4 separate regions of the Mus musculus genome follow, and all the other regions are linked to region 2. A link is a contact called in public HiCAR-type and HiChIP or PLAC-seq data. All regions are on one chromosome and are shown on one strand. Each heading gives the region's core, a stretch centred on a gene start, on an enhancer-like site or on the middle of the called end of the contact. The rest is flanking DNA. Distances are from core to core; before and after follow the strand shown. Region 1 overlaps Osbpl6 (oxysterol binding protein-like 6). Region 2 holds the start of Rbm45 (RNA binding motif protein 45). Region 3 overlaps Osbpl6 (oxysterol binding protein-like 6). Region 4 overlaps Osbpl6 (oxysterol binding protein-like 6).

Region 1 (2,700 bases), core at 149-2,648, 140 kb after region 2:
AAATTTTGTCTGAGGGACATTTGTTTGTTTGGTTTGGTTTTTATGTTTCTGAGACAGAGTCTCATTAGGTAACCCCAGGCTTTCTCAGTCACTACTGCAGCCTAGGCTAGCCTCAAACTAGCAAGCGTTCTCCTACCTCAGCCTCCCAAGTGCTAGGGTTATAGGTAGGTACCATCAAACTCAGCCTAAGATAATCATAATCTATGTGGTATCTGATCATTTTCTTATCTTTTATTGATGTTTGGATCATATTTCTAATACAAGTTGGGATTGCTTTCATAGCCCATGAGGATTTCTTTAATGTAAAAATAAAACATCAGTGCAAGAAATACGTACTTGTGAGCAGTATAGTGCCATGCTGACCCCTCCCCACTATGGCTAGTTTCAGGGGTACCTCTGAAGCCTAAGCTGAGGAGGGGCGCACACAGTAGGTTCCTGAGCCCAGCATTGAGTAGTCACGAAGGTTCCCATAACCCAGTTAAATGAGTTCATGAGGCTGAAAAATGTAAGGCCTTGTAGTAGACCTCATATGCCAGTCCTTCTCTCCCTGACCTAACAGTAGAGAACAGTAATCAAAAACAAACGTTCATGCTCGTTCCCCAAGTTAGCGTTGTAGACACCACGGCATATGCATAACAGAAATCTTGTCATTCTAGAAGGGTGGCAGTTTCTCAAGATCCTGACCACAAAATGTCTGTAATTAAGCTAGATGACAGGCAGCAAACTAGTAGGTGGCAGGTGCCACAGTTCCATGCAGCCAGCCTAATCTATCAGCCTGATGCTGTCACGTCTTCCTGGCTCCTCACGGGTAACTCAACTCGAGAAAGAATAAGACCTAATAATGCCCTATGGCCCCTTGGGTTCCATTAGTAGCCTGGCAGGTCTTTTTAAAGGAGTTTTTCTCTTGGGAAGGTTGAACTCTATAGTCTTTTTCCCCAGTGACTTCTGAACAGATAAAAAACCGGAGTTCGTAATTCATTTGGATCATTTTGCGTTATCTTCAAGCAGATACAGTGGTATCGAGGAATTGACGTGAGAGTAGTTATCTGCAGGCAGCTTGCGTGCGCAGTCATCTGTGCCTAATGGGTATAATGGAGAAACTGGAATCTAACTGACGTGATAAGCTCAGTGAACATCCTGGGTGGTGTTTGTGGGCTCATGACGTATAACCACTGTGACAAAAATCATATTGTCCCTTCCCTCAGGGGTTCTGAAGAATCATGCCAGATAAACAGAGGACAGAACATGCGGAAGTGGGGGGCGTGATGCAGGCTGGAGTGGCAATTCTAATAGGAAAGATTGCATCATGATGAAACCTGGCTGCAAACCCGTGTAAAACAGTGCCTGTGTGTGGTACAAGACAGTGTAGCTGATTTTGTGTGTGTGTGTGTGTGTGTGTGTGTGTGTGTAATTTACAATTTTAAGTGTGACGTGTTGTGGCACTGAGTGAATTTCCATTCACCATCTGTCCCCAAACTGTTTTCATTTTCAAAATTAGAATTATAGACTCAGCCCAGTAGGCATCAGCTCTGTTTCTCGTGTCCTGAAAAACCTGGCAACCACCACACCTGTTTTCTCTGTACCTGGAGGATGACTCTGGGTCTCTGGTAGGAATGGAAGTGTGCAGCATCTGCCCCGTTATAGATGGCTTGTTCCGTGTAGCATGATGACTTCTGGGCTCATCCTCCATGGTGACAACTGTTCTTGGTTGACTATATCTGGAAGGAACTACAATCTAGATATGGAGGGCAAACCTGGGAGGGATTGTCTGCTTGGCTTGAAGTAGGTGAATCCACTTCTAGCCCAGACTTTTGAGGTAGGAAGACACACACCATTGATCCGAAACTTGAGATGGGGAGACACGGGTCTTTAATTCTGATCTTGAGGAGAGAAGACACACGTCTATAATCCAAATCTCCAGGCAAACCTTCTGCTGGAAGTCTCTATGAGGACATAGACGGGAGCTTCCGCTCGTTGCCTGCGTGCACTCGCCTTGCTAGCACATCTATTCCTTCCCTGGCACTGGAGCCTATGGAATTCCAGTGTGTACAGAAGGCCAGCTGAGACAGACACCTAGCCTGTGGGACTGAGCAACCACTAGATTCTTGGACTTTGTATTCACAGCTAGTCATTGTTGGATTAGTTGGACTTCAACCTGTAAGGAGAGAGAGAGAGAGAGAGAGAGAGAGAGAGAGAGAGAGATTGATTCATTTCATAACTTCTGTGACTCTAGAGAACCCTTACTAATGTATCAATGTTGTCATGTGTGATGGTTTGAATATGCTTGGGCCAGGGAGTGGCACTATTAGGAGGTGTGGCCTTGTTGGACTAGGTGTCACTGTGGGTATGGCTTTAATACCCTTGTCTAGCTGCCTGGAGTCTTCCACTAGCAGCCTTCAGGTGAAGATGTAGCACTCTATGCTTTGCCTGCACAATGCCTGCCTGGCTGCTGCCATGTTCCTGCCTCGATGATGATGGACTGAATCTCTGAACCTGTAAGCCAGCCTCAATTAAATATTGTCCTTATAAGACTTGTCTTGGCCATGGTGTCTGTTCCCAGCAGTAAAACCCTAACTAAGACATCATGGGTGTTAGAATTTCCTTTCGCTTTAAGGCTAAGTAATATTCCATTCTATGAACAGCCCACACTTTCTTCCTCTATGCCCGTGTCAGTGGGTATTGAGATTGTTCATTTTGAGA
Region 2 (2,700 bases), core at 64-2,563:
TGCCTCTGGGCCTGGTTCTGTTACCTGTGCATCTTAACTTTGAGCCTCAGATTTCCTCATCTCTAAAAATAGGGATAAGGATTCCATGGTTGTAAAAGGCTCCTTTCAGCCATCAGACTCTATGGTTTTAACTCTTAGTATTCTATTGCTGCGAAGAGACACCATGACCACGGTAACTCTTATAAAGGAAAGCATTTCACTGGGGCTGGCTTACACTTTCAGAGGTTGAGTCCACCGTCATCATGGCGGGAAGGATAGCAGCAGGCAGAGATAATAGTGCTGGAGAAGCCGCTGGAAGTTCTACCTCCAGGTCCAAAGACAAGAGGGAAAGAAGGCACTGCTACTGAAACTCCCAAAGCTCAACCTCACACTTCCTACAAGGCCACACCCACTCTAACTAGGCCACACCCATCCTAACAAGGCCACGCCAAAACGGTGATGAAGACTGTGTTTTCACCAAAATTTCAGACAAACTCCCCCCAGGTCTTCTGCTTGACTAGATCCAACTTCCAGCTTTCTGTTCTAGGGGAATCTAATTGGAGGACAAATCCTGATAAGTCAGTTTCGCCATAATTCTTATCCTTGATGTCTGACTGCTGTTAATGTCTTTTTTTTTTTTTTTTTTTTTTTTTTTGGTTTTTCGAAACAGGGGTTCTCTGTATAGCCCTGGCTGTCCTGGAACTCACTTTGTAGACCAGGCTGGCCTCAAACTCAGAAATCCACCTGCTGCTGCATCCCAAGTGCTGGGATTAAAGGCGTGCGCCACCACTGCCCGGCTGTTAATGTTTTATTACTTATCAACTTATCACTTATCTACAGCCTAAGTTCTGGGAAGCAGATCTACTGAGAGTCTCTCTTACCCCGCGATCTTCAGTAATTGTCCTTATACTAACTCATATTGTACTGTCCTCCATTTATCTTACTGGAACCAAGTCCAGTCTCTCCCCCTTACTGCAAGACCCCAACGCAATGGTCCTTTGTACCTGTCTCTATGGACCATTTTGAGTGAAGCCTGCCTGCTTTTTGTATATTTTTGGTGTGGTGCTTTTGCTGACCTCAAATTTACTATGTAGCCCAGGAGGCCTCAAATGTAGCAATCTGATTACAGGCTTAGTAGAAGCCAGCTTTGGGAAGGCTTAAGAATCAGGCAGGTGGATCTTTTTAGCCACAGGGCAAAGTGGTTTGCATAAACCCATTCTTGGTTTTCCCTGGGACTGAAGATTTGAGATTGCTGAGTCCACCGTGGCACCAGGGGGCGCTGCAGAATGTTCCCGGAAGCCCGCAGACCTCACTGCGGGACGCACCTGCTTTCCGGCTCTCGGCTCTTCCGGAAGCGGAGCTGCTTACCGGCGTGGGGCGAGACGGGGAGCTGCCGGGAAGCGGCCGGGAAGCGGCCGAGAACCTGCCGGGTGAACAGGGCCTGCAGGGGGGCTGCGCCTGGGTCCCGCGTGGGGCGCCATGGACGACGCCGGCGGCTTGGGAGGCAGCGGAGGATTCCGCCCGGGCGTAGACAGCCTGGATGAGCCGCCCAACAGCCGCATTTTTCTAGTGATCAGCAAGCACACATCCGAATTGGTGCTGAGGGAGCGCTTCTCGCCCTTCGGAGACATCCAGGACATCTGGGTGGTGCGCGACAAGCACACTAAGGAGTCCAAGGGCGTGGCCTTCGTCAAGTTCGCGCGCAGCTCACAGGCCTGCCGGGCAATGGAGGAGATGCACGGACAGTGCCTGGGTCCCAGCGACACCAAGCCCATCAAGGTGCGGGGCTGAGGTGCCTGGTTTAGGGTGTGTGAGGTAGAGATGCCCAGGTTGGGGTGTTTGGGATATGGGTGCCCGGGGTTGAGGGTGCTCGCGAGGGTGACGGCGGTATGGGTTGGGGTCTCTCCCGCCCCTTTGCTGCGCCGGGGATGCTGTGCATCTGGTAGGAGAGGGGTTGGATTCTGCACGCACCGTGAGTGTGCCGAGGATGGCTTGGAGGAGCGGATCCCCGGCCTCTGGCCAAAGGAGCCTCTTACCCTGGGAACAGATTGGGTAGCCACATCCAAGGATAGCACAACTGTGGCTGACCTCGTAAGTCAGTCAACCTCCTGTCCCCGTCTTCCTGTCTATTGTGAAAACTTTTCTGAGCTTCCTCTCTCGAACACTGTAATTACCTTCGCGACTAGAAAATTTAGTTTTAGGGTTTTTTTTCCTCGTGTATTTTACTTTTACAAAGCTTGAAGGATCTCTTAAGTAAAAAAAAAATTACAGCACCATGCCTATAAACAGAAAATTATCAAAGTAAAAGTATTTTGTGACAAGCTATGCTATACTGGAAAGGGGCAAACCTAGAAAACGGTGCAAGGTGTGGGGGAATTCTGGTTTGGGTTTTGTAAGAATACCATTTACGAGTGTTCATGGACTGTGGGCTAGAGTGTCTCCAGCCCCTCTTCTATGCTGCACCTGGGCATGGGGAGGGGAGTTAGAGGGTAGTAGGGGCAGAGAAAGGCAGAGGGAGAGGAGGAGGGGGAGGGAAAGAAGAAGGAGCAGGAGGAAGAAGAAGAAGAGAGAAAGAAAAGGAAGAAGAAAGAAGAGGCCAGCCATGAGCACGTAGAGAAGGGGAAATAAATGGGGGCGGGGGGAGAGCAAGGGAGGAACGGGGTTAAAATTTTTGAGAACAAGGTGTGTGCTAGGTCATTCATGTGCGCTATATAGATACAG
Region 3 (2,700 bases), core at 31-2,530, 170 kb after region 2:
CTACATACTTGGTCAATATAATTGACATATCCCTTTGAAGCATCTATCCTCTGTAGCTAGTGAAAAGATGAAACAATACATAGATGAGAGTATGATGGCCACTTGGTGTGGGTACCACTGGACTTTAGAGGTGAAGCAGAGATCGACAACACCGGTTACAGAATGGGGAACATTTACCGAACACTTATTTTGTGTCATGCATTGTCTCGGCCGGCCTCTAGATTGTTAGAGTGGGTACTGACTTCCTCTTTTTCCATAGGCTCCCAGCATACAGGTCTAATCTGCTCCCTACAGCTTGCCGGCTCACAAAAGCTGAAGTGTAGGCCTAGTGACCCAACAGAGCGTTCTGGCTAGGAATCCCGACAGCATTCGCTACCCCATTGCTTCTGTTGCTTCCCATTTAAATCCTGATAAGGGACTAATAGACTTTTTGTTTTTACATTAGTAGATGTGGAAAAATCTTGGGGTCTCATAAAATGAGTCCGTGTATCCACCCAAGTACCACTGCATCTCACCATTTCAGACCATTCTGTGGAATACAGGCTTTCTACGTGCTGGTTGGTAGGAGGACTTTGAACAAGGCGTTGCCTTGGTTTAGGATTTATTTAAATTCTTTGCTGTTCTTAGGCATTTTTACCTAACCTACCCACCCATAGACTATCTTGCACTTTTTATATTTTAAAGGCATTACAAGATACAAAGTTTATCCCCTCAGGCAGGAGTAGACTTCTAGTCCATGGAAAGGGAAGAATTATTCAGCTATAAGAGAATTATTAAACTATAATTTAGCAGGTAGCTGGGGAGATGGCTCAGCAGTTAAGAGCGCTGATGTTGGTCAAGTACCGACATGATGTCTTTAGGGCTCTTGTTTATATTTCTGTTTTAAGTAGACCTAGGAAGAGCAGAAACTCCTGAGTTGAAAATAAATACGGATGGGAATTTCAGGGAAAAATGCACTCTTTGAATTTTAGGAAGTGATTTTAATTTTCTTACGACCTACCTAGTTCTCTAAGCAAGAAGGAGGAATTTTAGTGTCATGGAAAACAGAATGCAGAAGGTTCTGTCTCGTGTGGGGATGGGTTCTTTCCTTTCCTACATATTTTATTTGCAACCTTATCATCCATCAGCATTTATAATTGAAATAGGTGGAGCTATTATTTGCCATGCTTTTATCCTTTGCCCCTTTGTCAGCCTGAGAGCCTATCTAATTGTTAGAACTGAGTCAGGATTCCGTGCTGTCTCTTTCACTGGACACAGGAGTATTGCATCGGAGTAAATGGCACTGGTAGTTTGGAGTGCAGCACTTCCCTTTGGAGACAGACTTTAACCTTTGGCCTGTTCTGCCGTACATCTCTCCCGTTCTCCAGTTCTTCTTCTCTCCCCGAAAGGAAAGAAAACCACCCTAACAGAAGTAGGAAGTGTTAGCTACAGAGAGATGAGTTTGTGTTTTCCCAGACTTCAATTAGGAAGGGAGAAAAGTTGTACATGTTACTAAATGGTTCCATTTTATGTTATATAGAGATTCTTCATGGGCGGGGAGCAGCAAGGGAGGCATATCTACCCTTTTAAATAGGATGTAGATAAACATATCTTTAAATACAACTCACATGTAACTGAGAACAGACGTCCAGTGACTATATTTACACACAGTGAGAAGTTGCTCTCTCTTAATTTCCTAGTTATGCCTATCATTTTTATGGAGTAGTTACTATCCTGATGAGAGCGGAAAACCAGAGGTCCTTGTTGGTATGTGTCAGAACTTACTATGTTCTTATATGGTCTTTACATTGTCCATAAGTGGGGTTCTACTCCTGAGTTGCAACCCCATATTAAGAAGGAATGCCAAATCCTTCATGTGCTCCTTGGGGTCATGTGACAGTGACATGTGTGCTCGTATCAGTCAAAAGCCATGATAGTCTATAGAGCCTGAAGCTGTATTATCAGAAATATTCTTATATTTAAGTAACATATCAATTGTAGCATTAATAATGTGATTTTTTTTGAGACAAGTTCTCTCTGTGTGGCTCTATCCTGCCTAGAACTTGCTATGTAGAAGAGACTGGCCTGGAACTCACAAAGATCCACCAGCCTCTGCCTCCCAAGTGCTAGGAGTAAAGGTGTCGTGAGCCACCACACGTAGCTTAGATCAGTCAGTTTCTGGCAGAATTATCTTCAAGCAGAAAGCCACATTGTGAGCTATTGCATATACTTGAAAGAGTAATATTGCCAAATAGACACACACACAGGCCATTTCTATAAGATCCGTAGCTCATTCCTCAGCAGTGACTGTGGATATAAAGAGATAGTTCTTTCCTGAGGTGGGGTTGGGTTTGTAGGATGCCTGCTTGCTGCTGGATCTCTACATTTTATCTCCTGATAAAAGAGAAAATTCCACCCTAGATACCCATAGTTTCATTTAACATAGATGAGACTTGGCCCCAAAGCAAGCAGCTTCTAGGGTGAGGAGAAAGGGGAGAAAGAGATGGTGGCTCCGGTCCTCTTGCCAGAGCCACGTCCCACATTCATACCTGATAATGGTACCTCCTCCCTGAGCCCCTCAGAGCCTGCTGGCTGCAGGGTTGGGTCTATCCTGAGATACAGCCTCTATCGGTTCTCACTCTGCCAAAGTCTTTTCAGAATGCAAGCACACAGTGAACTGGGGGTGGGGCATCATACAGTGGGCCCGCCCTGATCTGCATG
Region 4 (2,700 bases), core at 141-2,640, 190 kb after region 2:
CGATTAAAATGACCCATCCAACACACTTCTTCTCAGGAAAAAAAAGATAACTATTTAATTCGCTCGAATGTGTACAAAAATAGTTTTCATCTTCCCAGGAAACTGTCTGGTTGCAATTAGCTTGGAATATTGTGAGTTTGTTCCCCATGGGTCATATCCAGAGCCACTTTTAGGAGTCAGTTTAAAACTCAATTATGTTCAAATTATAAATTTGTAAATTGTGTGTTTCTTCTTAGCATATGATTTGAGCATTTAGTAGAGATGCTTTTATTGTGCACAAATACGGGGCCTTCTTGGACTCCATGGGCTCTTACATCGGGCCCCTCTATGGCACCTCCCTAGGCTAACATAAGCAGCTCAGAAGAAAAACCCATGCTGGCTGAATTCTTGAGGACTTTTGAGTGACATGAAACTTTCCCATGATCCTCAGTATACTATGTCTCCCAACACCAAACACCCGAGTTTGCTTTTCTTTAATGTCCCTTGATCTACCTTTAATCACTTTCTACACAGGTCCCATTTTTCTCTTCGTGCCCCCAAAGCTTCTCTGTCATTGCTCTAAAGATAAAGTCCCCAACATAAGGGAGCCCCAGCACTCCATTCTCTCAAAGGACTCATTCGCTACTTCTCTGCCTCAGATCTGGGACAGGAGGAAGGTTTGAGACTAATAAGGTAGACAGACATTGACACCTCCCAGCATGGAGTCACTGCAGCTCCTACTGAGGGTCAAGGATGATGACCCTGACATCTCTGAAGGCCTCAGAGAATGTGTGGTAGCATGCTCAGTGGAGGCGCTGTCAGTGCGGGAAGTTGCCCATTCTCTTCCTTCCTCAGCAATAGCTTCTTTCCCAGATAAAGTACTCACTGTCAGAGCTGAACTGCATCAGTGGGGCCATCAGTCAAGTCATTGCCCATGGGCCAACAGACAGACAGACAGACAGACAGACAGAGAACCCTTTTATCCTATCCTTTCTCATTTATTGAATTCATAAAATTTAAAATAAAAGCCTATTAAGGAAATTAAGTGTTTTACACACACACACCTCTCCCACACACCAAAGTATTGCAAGTTAGTCAGGGAGAACGAGTTAGCACTTCAACTGCAGAAAGTTCAGTTTTTGTGGAGTCTGTGTTATAGCTCCTCAGGGCAGCTGAGAGAAGATCTATGTAGTAAGATTAGGAAAGCTAGCTGGTGGACTAGCTAGAAGAATAGCATTTCCATTTCCCAACAATGATTAACCAGTAGCTCTTGTCACCCTCAGGTTGACCCCCCCCTAAAAAGAACAAGAAAGTGCTTGGCTCCCATCCAACACAAGCCTAGTCCTGATCCGGTCTGGACAGGAAAGTTCCTGCTGCCATTGGTCTACAATAATGTGACCTTTTCTACTAATGCTTTTCACTGGTGACTGGTTCATCAGCCACAGTCATCTATATATCAGAGGCGTGTGTAATCACAAAGACAAACGGCAATGACTCACATAAGTTTCTTTTGTGAATATATTAATCAGTATATTTTTAAATGACTGAGTCTCTTTAATTCATTAGTGTATGTACTAGAAATGTGCTTCTTCCAGTGGCTATAGACCAAGCGAGTCTTTAAATGTAGTTTTATGTTCATTAAGATCCTGCCTAGGTTCAAGGAGAAGTAAATATAAATTGCATTCTGACTGTTCGAGAACAGGTCCCCTACGTCAAGGTTTGAGTTGCTCTTTTCTGCCAGTTACTTCTAGGGACAAGTGAAGGTTCAGAGGTGTGTAGTTATTATTCTCTGTAAGAAGGCAAACCCAATGAGTCCTGGGAATTCTTAAACTCTCAGAAACAAGACTAACTCTTCCCAGCCCACACAGCTTATAAAATAAATGAGAACTGAGGCTCGCCATCAGAAAGGAGTGTGTTGTTATAACAATTAGGAAGGGCCCTGGCTGCGGAGGAGGAGATGGCTGAACAGGGCATGGTGACACTTGAATAATTGACACCTTCCCTTCCAGGTTCCTTTCAGCGCCACCATGTCACCCGTGCGTCTGCACTCCTCCAACCCCAACCTTTGTGCAGACATTGAGTTCCAGACCCCTCCTAGCCACCTCACCGACCCTCTGGAAAGTTCCACGGATTATACCAAGCTACAAGAAGAATTTTGTCTAATTGCACAGAAAGGTAACACTACAAGGTGTTTGACAGTGGGGAATTTGATGAAAGAGTCATTGTTTCATCTTTGCGTAGGTGAGGATGGACGGCAGAAGGATGGACTGGTTAATATGTGGGGGGGGGAGCTCTGTCAATATACTGGCTGCAACAGGTTACAGCATCTGCCCACCAGGACAACCCACAGCACAACCTTCAGTTTGACTGAGTCACTTGTCATTGGAAAGGAAAGAGGCAGAAAAGCAAAGAGGGATTTGTTTCCTAGGCAGCCCGGCAAGATACTGTCTCTAGACATCATTTTTCTCAGTGTAGTTATTTTATAATCCATATTCACTTAACCTTAGCCTGAAAAAAAAAGATGTATTCCTTTCTCAAACAAGTTTCACTCTCGTGCTCTTCAACTGGGTGAAGAATTGAGCAAGTGCTCAGCTGAGAGCAGCCATGGGTCACTCACTGGCTTTCTGCTAGAGCCTGGGCTGACAAAGTGACCTCCACCATGTTCCTTGTGTATTGGCAGCACACCGGGAAGGCTGCTCACCACCACACTGTTCTCCCGTG

What was found. HiCAR-type assays count read pairs that join an accessible place to other places. HiChIP or PLAC-seq counts read pairs in DNA pulled down with a chosen protein or histone mark.
Region 1: an H3K4me3 HiChIP or PLAC-seq map of intestinal villus epithelium shows a contact between it and region 2, with 5 times the contacts expected there. The contact joins the enhancer-like site here to the promoter of Rbm45 in region 2. A contact is called at or near these places in 2 of 39 promoter capture datasets (cranial neural crest and stem cell-derived epiblast-like cells), 6 of 115 datasets of contacts at active chromatin or transcription factors (cardiomyocytes, embryonic stem cells, heart atrium and 2 more) and 4 of 9 other capture datasets (adipose tissue, liver, macrophages and 1 more).
Region 3: an H3K4me3 HiChIP or PLAC-seq map of intestinal villus epithelium shows a contact between it and region 2, with 7 read pairs. The contact joins the enhancer-like site here to the promoter of Rbm45 in region 2. A contact is called at or near these places in 4 of 39 promoter capture datasets (the 3T3-L1 cell line, the C10 cell line, maxillary cranial neural crest and 1 more), 1 of 15 datasets of contacts at CTCF or cohesin (large pre-B cells), 4 of 484 Hi-C or Micro-C datasets (cerebral cortex, forebrain, nephron progenitors and 1 more), 11 of 115 datasets of contacts at active chromatin or transcription factors (cardiomyocytes, craniofacial prominence, embryonic basal ganglia and 8 more) and 3 of 9 other capture datasets (adipose tissue, embryonic stem cells and pancreatic islet).
Region 4: a HiCAR-type map of kidney shows a contact between it and region 2, with 5 times the contacts expected there. The contact joins the enhancer-like site here to the promoter of Rbm45 in region 2. A contact is called at or near these places in 6 of 39 promoter capture datasets (the 3T3-L1 cell line, the C10 cell line, HPC-7-derived erythroid cells and 3 more), 1 of 484 Hi-C or Micro-C datasets (forebrain), 15 of 115 datasets of contacts at active chromatin or transcription factors (cardiomyocytes, craniofacial prominence, embryonic basal ganglia and 11 more) and 3 of 9 other capture datasets (adipose tissue, embryonic stem cells and pancreatic islet).

The regions. Positions count from the first base shown.
Region 1 is chr2:76,510,238-76,512,937 of GRCm38.p6, forward strand. The region is part of intron 2 of Osbpl6 (oxysterol binding protein-like 6); the gene reads left to right. Among named protein-coding and RNA genes, the nearest start is that of Gm52557, 80 kb to the left of the region's middle. Within about 2 kb of position 1,399, at least 22 of the 459 cell types and tissues checked have an H3K27ac peak or open chromatin away from gene starts, as enhancers often do. A contact at or near this core is called in intestinal villus epithelium and pancreatic islet, where this site is marked.
Region 2 is chr2:76,368,671-76,371,370 of GRCm38.p6, forward strand. It overlaps Rbm45 (RNA binding motif protein 45), which reads left to right and starts at 1,314. Exons shown (of 10, transcript NM_153405.2): 1 at 1,314-1,758. The coding sequence starts at 1,459.
Region 3 is chr2:76,541,826-76,544,525 of GRCm38.p6, forward strand. All of the region lies in intron 5 of Osbpl6 (oxysterol binding protein-like 6), which reads left to right. Among named protein-coding and RNA genes, the nearest start is that of Prkra, 100 kb to the right of the region's middle. Within about 2 kb of position 1,281, at least 11 of the 459 cell types and tissues checked have an H3K27ac peak or open chromatin away from gene starts, as enhancers often do. A contact at or near this core is called in intestinal villus epithelium, where this site is marked.
Region 4 is chr2:76,562,796-76,565,495 of GRCm38.p6, forward strand. Osbpl6 (oxysterol binding protein-like 6) reads left to right here. Exons shown (of 27, transcript NM_001290733.1): 14 at 1,989-2,154. Among named protein-coding and RNA genes, the nearest start is that of Prkra, 84 kb to the right of the region's middle. Within about 2 kb of position 1,391, at least 9 of the 459 cell types and tissues checked have an H3K27ac peak or open chromatin away from gene starts, as enhancers often do. A contact at or near this core is called in intestinal villus epithelium and kidney, where this site is marked.